2 separate regions of the Danio rerio genome follow, and region 2 is linked to region 1. The links are chromatin contacts, called in public Micro-C maps. All regions are on one chromosome and are shown on one strand. Each heading gives the region's core, a stretch centred on a gene start, on an enhancer-like site or on the middle of the called end of the contact. The rest is flanking DNA. Distances are from core to core; before and after follow the strand shown. Region 1 holds the start of cited2 (Cbp/p300-interacting transactivator, with Glu/Asp-rich carboxy-terminal domain, 2). Region 2 has its middle 120 kb from the start of nmbr.

The links. A called contact is a pair of places that touch in the nucleus more often than the background predicts.
Region 2: a contact with region 1 is called in a Micro-C map of caudal fin, with 13 times the contacts expected there. The contact joins the enhancer-like site here to the promoter of cited2 in region 1. A contact is called at or near these places in 4 of 18 Hi-C or Micro-C datasets (caudal fin, embryo and an unstated tissue) and 2 of 4 datasets of contacts at active chromatin or transcription factors (caudal fin and embryo).

The regions. Positions count from the first base shown.
Region 1 is chr20:40,187,953-40,191,930 of GRCz12tu, reverse strand. It overlaps cited2 (Cbp/p300-interacting transactivator, with Glu/Asp-rich carboxy-terminal domain, 2), which reads left to right and starts at 1,622. Exons shown (of 2, transcript NM_001006045.1): 1 at 1,622-1,804; 2 at 1,988-3,978. The coding sequence starts at 1,992. The coding sequence ends at 2,660.
Region 2 is chr20:40,439,120-40,443,097 of GRCz12tu, reverse strand. It overlaps a transcript of gje1a not described here. Among named protein-coding and RNA genes, the nearest start is that of nmbr, 120 kb to the left of the region's middle. Within about 2 kb of position 2,272, at least 4 of the 62 cell types and tissues checked have an H3K27ac peak or open chromatin away from gene starts, as enhancers often do.

The DNA.
Region 1 (3,978 bases), core at 373-2,872:
CCGAGATATCTTAATGTGCGGCAATTTAAGAAAACACATGCAATTACAAAAAACGGTAGCAAATTAAAAAAAGATCTTCATCAGTTTGACAGCACAAGTGCTGCAAATCCTCACAACACAAACACATTTAAAATATGCACTGCATTTTCACACAATGCAAACAATTTATAAAATGAGCTGCATTTTCTCACAACAAAAACGTTTTACAAAAACGCGCTGCATTTTCTCATAACACAACAATTTACTAAACGCGCTGCATTTTCTCATAACACAATGGAATTGTTACAATTAGACCCTAAAACATGATGGACCCGGCTACTTCTAGCAACAACCACGCAGCGCCACACATTTAAGAATTCTAAACATGGATTTCTATAACAGTACACACACTAGCTCAGGACACTTCATCTTTCCCCATCCACACTGAGATGGAGCAGCAGCGTTTCAGAATGAAAACGGCCTCTCCAGCGTTTTCGAAACGCTCCGTTTTCGGCGCTCGAGAACTCCGGCGTAGTGTTGACGGATGGCGTAACCGTAGCAAAACTTATGCGTTTTCAAACTAAAACGCATTAGTGTAAACGGGGCCTTATATCATGCCACAGAGCGCCATTTGAATAGTTTCATTTTAAATAACATGCGAATGTGCCTGCCTGATCTCACGAGGAGACGTAAGTATTTTACATTTCGTCAGTTTAGTGGCTAATTCGTACAAGTTTAGTCGTACGAAAATGTACAATTTTAAAAAGGAGGTGTGGCACCCAACCCCACCCCTAACCGTCATTGGGTGATGAGCAAATCGTACTAAATTGTACGAATCAGATCATAAGAATTCATAAGAATTAGCCACAAAATCAAAAAGTTATAAACTGTCATAAGATTGCGTTGAATGTTCGCATCTGGTGTGTGATCCTTTTAACTTTCCATTCACAGGTAGGGCACAAAAGGGTTTCTTTTGAATAAAAAGTGCCCCCCACTCAGGGGTGTAGCAACCAGGGGGACGAGGGGGATACGTCCCCCGCACTTTTAGAGACAAACCATTTAGAAACAGGTGATTAGGTATGTAAACCTTTGAATTTTATACAGCTGTCCCCCCACTTTTATAAATGGCCACTACACCCCTGCCCCTACTCTTCAGTTCGCGATCGTCTTTCAACCTCCCCTTCAGCTCTTCAGTTCATGATCAATTATCTGGTGTGCGTCCAACTTTAGACATGATGTAGGCTACATATTTATTAGATATTAGGCTACTCATTAAATTTCCGTTTAGTTAATTCCAACTCTACCTATTTTTATTTAGGCTACTTCATTTTTTTCACGTCCAGATATAAAGTTTTACACAGCTGAAAATATTCACTAAAATGTCTAAATGGCCCCTAATAAAATTACTTTAAGGTCAATTCAGCCTATAAATAGCCTATTAGCAATGAGCATTACTAACCGCTAGATCATCAGAGGGTACTGTAGCTCTCGATACTACCCACTGTGAACGATTACCTAGTGAAACTGGTATGCCTACGTGACAAAGCGGCTTGCCACAGGCTTGAGTGTAGTCAGATTGAAGGTTGGCTTTGCTCCGCCCCTGGCTTGATTGTATATGAGTGCTGACCGAGAAGCATGCAGCAGTTTTTTTCGTAATGTTTTTGATGCGGAGGCTGGCGCTGAATGCGGTCTGCGTTTGGAGAGCATACGCTTCTTGTTGACTTGGATTAGGAGGGATTGTAAACTCTTTCATCTCTGGGATTGTCAGTTACTTTTTCCTTTTGCCGACTGCGGTGCAACGCACTCAGCAGATTTTAGCGGAGAGGTAAAGGTTACAAAGTTTAGCCTGCTTATGAATGTTCATGCCACAGTCAGATACGTGTGTTTAATTGTGCACACTGCAAAAAAGGCTTTTGTTCATTGTTGAACTATTTCGAAAGCAAATCCTTCGGGAACATATCTGCACGTCGTGTTTTGCACGTATTAACTTTTGCAAACTGTTTTCCAGGGGAATGGTAGACCGCATGATGGCAATGAACCATGGTCGTTTCCCAGATGCTGTGAACGGACATCAGCACTCCGCGCGCAGGATGGGAATGGGACAGTTCTCCAACGCGCTTCCGCAGCAGCAGCATTATAACGTTATCATGGGAGATCACATGCATTACGCGGGAGGGAATATAAACGCAAATAACGGGATCCGGCATTCCATGGCCACTGGGAATAATATAAACGGAGGAATCCCCAATGGAAACTTGCCTGCCCGCTTTAACTCACAGTTTGTCGGACAAGGGCAGCAGCTCGCTGCAAGCATGCAGTTGCAGAAGCTCAACACGCCTTACTACGGTCACCACACTCATCCTTCCCATCATCACCATTACATGCACGAACTACACCCCGCCAATCACCAGTTAAACGGGACAGGACAGCAGTTCCGAGACAGTATCGCTAAGCAGAACACGTCTGGGGTTCCTTTGCCTGGCCACCACATGCCTGCAGCAATGCTGCCCCCCAACGTTATCGACACAGATTTTATTGACGAGGAGGTCTTGATGTCACTGGTGATAGAAATGGGCTTGGACCGAATAAAGGAGCTGCCAGAGCTCTGGCTTGGACAGAACGAGTTCGATTTCATGACGGACTTTGTTTGTAAGCAACAGCCCAGCCGAGTGAGCTGTTAATCACAACGCTTTTCCCGTTCTTTTGACTTTCGTTGTCTTTTTTTAAAGACTGATATTACTGGTGTGTTTTCCGAGATCCACAAATCACAGGGTTCCCACGGTCCTGGAAACATCGGGGAATTTCAAAAGTATGATTTCCAGACATGAATCAGGCATAATAGTGGAAATATTGTTTTTATTTGCCCAAATAGTACTATAAAATCATAAAAAAATGACTAGTCTTTATAAAAACTCACAAATGACTGGGGAACTAGCCTAATTGTCATATTAGGAAGTCCTATACGTGATATTCTGGGGAATAATATATAAATAATAAATAATTTTTTTCATGTTGTAAATCATAGCATTGACAATTTTGTTTTAATAAATTGTCACATTCTACTAATTTGATCCCATATTATGATGTAAGCCTACAGCAAAGCAATTAATACAATGTGGCCACATTTTGGTAATATTAAGGAACAACTTGATATATCATGCACCTAATTTACTTAAAATGAGGTAACATGTTAGTAAACATGCTGCTGTCCTAGTAAGTTGAGGGAACAAATTTGTATTTTTAAGGTTTTATGCCTATCATGTGTAACACTCCATAAATAACCATGTAAATTCATTGGTCAGAAAGTGTGGGAACCCTGAAATCCAAACAGCCATGGCAGTAAATGGTTCAAAAGTAGACTTTTATCAGCTGATTCACACCATTATGTAACAAAATTGGATTTGTTTTGCATGAGGATGGTTAAGACATCCACGAGTCATGCTATGCATTCCATATGCAGGGGCTGGAGAGTGAGAAAGGCAAAGAAAGTCCTCTGAAATATCTGTTCAGTGTTGATGTAGCAGACAAGAATACACCATCAGACACTTTTAACCCAAGACCTCCAGTGATATCAGATGTCAGTGAATGCATATTCTAAATAATGTTGGTGGTTCTGTGACATGATTGTAGATAATAGTGTGTAATTGTCTCAATCAGCAATGTACTATAAACTTTAAGTGGCCATATTTACCAGATTCCTGTGCTGCTCAGAGGATCACTGAACTGTGAGCAGATGCTTCAAGTTGTTCTTCTCTCCACCCTTTCAACATCTTCACAGGCCCATGTTGCCTCCATGATGCTTGTGTGTATGTGTGTGTATTTCAGAGCCTAAATCATCTATAAAAGTGACATGAATGTGAGCGAGAGTGTGCATTTGCTGGCTACTCTATATGCTTAATTGAGTACAGTGTATTGTTCAGAAATCCAGGAAAAGACTGAATGTCATTGTCTGGAATGTGGAAATATCCCAACACAGAAGAGTTTCATCTTCATTGGTTC
Region 2 (3,978 bases), core at 1,023-3,522, 250 kb before region 1:
CGAAAGAGATCTAGCCTACGTAAGGCAGGTAGTAACTCAAAAGTAACATAACGCATTAATTAACATAAAAAGTAACACAACTAGTTGCTTTTTGGGGAGTAACTTAATATTGTAATGCATTACTTTTTAAAGTAACTTTCCCCAACATGCTGTTTTTTACCTAATCTATAGTAAGGACTATTTATGCTTTCTAAACCCCTAATAAATGACGCTTAAAGGCTGTGTTTAAAAAAAATTTGCGATCTTATCTAAAATATTATTACGACAAATTCTAAACGTTGTTGAACTATGAATTCATGGCTGAAAAATTAAATGTATCAATGTAATTAGAATAATTTATTAATCATTTGCTCTAATGTAGAGTTAATGCTTAACAAATGATGAATTAATAATAACTTGCTAATGCTTAATAAGTGACTCAAAGTGTGCAGTTGTTATAAAGTGTTACCAATCTTAATGTATAGTTTGTGTGAACTATGTCTTTAAAGGGCTGCAAATTGTTTTCCCCAAACTTTAAAAATGGTTCTCTCATATGTACATGCTGTACATTGATTCACTAATACTACACAGAAGTGTGTTGTAAAGTACATTGTTTACTTATTATGTAATTTGTACATTCATTTTAAACATACATGCTTGAGATACATATGTGGCATGAGAGCACATACACTGTAAAATATATATTATTATTACTATTAATTCATTCATTGATTAAGAATATAATTTTAAGTTTAAAAAAATGGTAATTTCACAATTGGCCACACTTTATTTTAATTGTCTGTTGAATTTAATTTACATTGCATCTACATAACAACAAATTTGGGGTTGGGGTTAAGTTGTACTTAAGTTGCTTAAAGTCAGTTATATATCTGTTGAAGCAGCTGTATCAACAGATATAAAGCAGACATTCAACTAACACTCAAATGGACCATCAAAATAAAGTGTTAACAAATATTACTCCTAAGCCTTTATTTCTCGTTGAAATAACTGATGCAGCATCCTGTTGCTAAATGCAGCATAAGCTGGACAGAAATTAAATGCATTCAATACTTATTTGAAACCGCAAGGGGGCACTGTTGAAACATCAATTGTTAAGCACTCCTGAAGTCTCAATAAACTCCAAAAAAGAGTTTTCTGTGATAAACTGCAAGGATGGGGGATGGTGACTGCTAAATAAACTGGTGAATATAAGTGTGTTTTACATTTCAGGAGGGAGAAACACATCTAAACTCCACTGGTCCTTAGCAAATCTACACCTAACATTATTGAGAGTCTACAACACACTTTTTTGACATATATTTACATATATTACCATATTTTAAAATATGCTCTAAAGATGCTGTATATGATATAATACGTTCAGACCAAAATATTGAGACAACGCAGGAAAATAGAGTAAATAAAACATTAAGAATTACAAACTCCTTTGTATTAAAAATATTCTAAAGTTTTGTGTTTAAATATGCCAATGAATCATTATTTAATTAAATACCTCTAGCACTAACATTTGATGATGATGATGATGATGATTTTCTATTTAATGCCATGTCAGCAACAAAGACTATTTTCATGGACATTTCAAGATTAATAAATGTACAATTAAAAACAATAAAAAAAATCACTTAAATTTGAACACTGGATGAAAGCAGTTTCAGAAATCGTTTTTTGGACATAGAGGTAAAGGTATTTACAGGTTTTTGCATTTACTAAATAATTATTAGTATGATGATGATGATAATTATTATTTATAGATAATTATTTATTATTATTTAGATAATGGTGATGAAGATAATGATGATGATGAAGATAATGATGATGAAAATACTATCAACATTTTTGATAGAATAAAATTTTGTATATAGTCAGGCAAATTATGAATGAACAAATAACCTCTGTAAAACTCTCAGAGTACACATAAAACTGAAGTCTGGTGCATAAATATAGAGTGTAATTGAAATTTACAGGTCAAAATTGACAAAGTGCAAAATAGGCCGAATTACGATGCTTTTATGTATACAAAAAAATTAAAAAAAGAGAAAAAAAATCCTTAATAAAAAGCCAAAATGACCAAAATCTCTAAATTGACAGGTGCATGAAAATATAGTGTCTCACCTTAAGATGGGAGTACAGTCACTGAAGTGTATGTATATGTGTACGTTGTGATTACCTTTGAGTGACCTGAATGTGAGCAGGGCACATCAACAAGCTTTATTCCTTTGTATCCTTGAACTCTGATTCCAAAGTTGCCTAGCAACAGTGCCAGTAACAGCTGAGCCAGCCTTGATCTTGTTGTTTAAACCATTACAACTAGGTGATGTGAGAAGTGGTACCATGGTAACAACAGTGCGTTTGAAGCAGGTGTTCACATTGGCACATGCCACAAAAAGCTTGGAAGGCCGTGTCTAAACATTTCGAGCCAAGTTGGTTTACAATATGCATTTTCAAGGTCAAAGGAAATTAACGTCAGTAATATTAATGAAAAAAAAATCACAAACAGATTTATCAATGTTTGCACCTTTGAATTAATTTGATAGACCAGTTAGTTTTACAAATGTAATCTACAGAAAATGCTGGGCAATTAATGTTTTGTGAATTTGTATTACTTATAATAATAATAATTATTATTTTTTTATTATTATTATTATTATTGATGTATAACAAATACAAAACTCAAATATAGCAAACATTTTTATAAAATAAAGAATTAATTAAATTGTAATAATTATTGATATTATATATTTACTTATTTAAAACATTTAAATAATAAAATAATCAAATATTATAATTATTATTATTATTATTATTATTATTATTATTATTATTATTATTATAGACTTATAAAAAGCTAAAAAACTGATTATATAATTAAATTATATATTTTTATAAAATAAAGAATTAAATAAATCGTAAAAATATTGATAATATTATTCATTTACTTAAAACATTTTAACGAACAAATAATTAAATATTATTATCATTATCATTATTATTACTATTATTATCATTATTTATTTATTAAAAAATAAAAAACTTAAATTGTATTATTAAATTATAAATTTTTTAAAATAAAGTATTAAATCGTAATAAATATTGATTATATTATATATTCAAATAATTAAAATTTAATGAGAAAAGTATTCAATATTATTATTATAATTATTATTACTATTATTATAGACTTATAAAAAGAAAACTAAAATTATAAAATTAAATTATGTATTTTTATAAAAATAATTAAATTGTAATATAAAACATATAATAATTAAATCGTAATAAATATTGATAATATTATATATGAAGGGGGCAGGGGCCACCACAGCGGGATGAATCGCCAACTTATCCAGCAAGTTTTTACGCAGCGGATGCTCTTCCAGCCACAACCCATCTCTAGGAAACATCCACTCATACACTACGGACAATTTAGCTTACCCAATTCACCTGTACCGCATTTCTTTGGACTGTGGACCACTGCCTCCCTTTAATAAAACATTTTAATGATAAAATAATTCAATATCGTTTTTACAATTCTTATTATTTTTATTATTATTATTATTGAAAGAAAGAATATTATATTAAAGAAAGAAAGAAAGAAAGAAAAAGAAAAAATAAAGAAAAAATAAAGAAAGAATCAATGAGGTCATTAAAACCATTAAATAAATAAATAAATAAATAAATAAATAAATAAATGTAATTGGCACTTGCACAAAGTCTGACTTAATTTGTCTATTAATCAGATTCATTGTTGCCATATTGAGCACAAAGGGAAAGCCAATGGCGTTTGCCCTTCAGACATGTTTGTTTGAGCTGATTTGAGCACTGCATGTGTTCAGAGATGGAGCGTCCACTCAGGTATGATCCAAATCATCTCTTTTCTTCTAAAGAGCACCTGCACACCTCCAGTCGCATTCGTTTAGCTGTGCCTTCCAGCCATGAAGCAATGATACCAGATCACTGTTTGTGGCACTTTCAATTCAATTT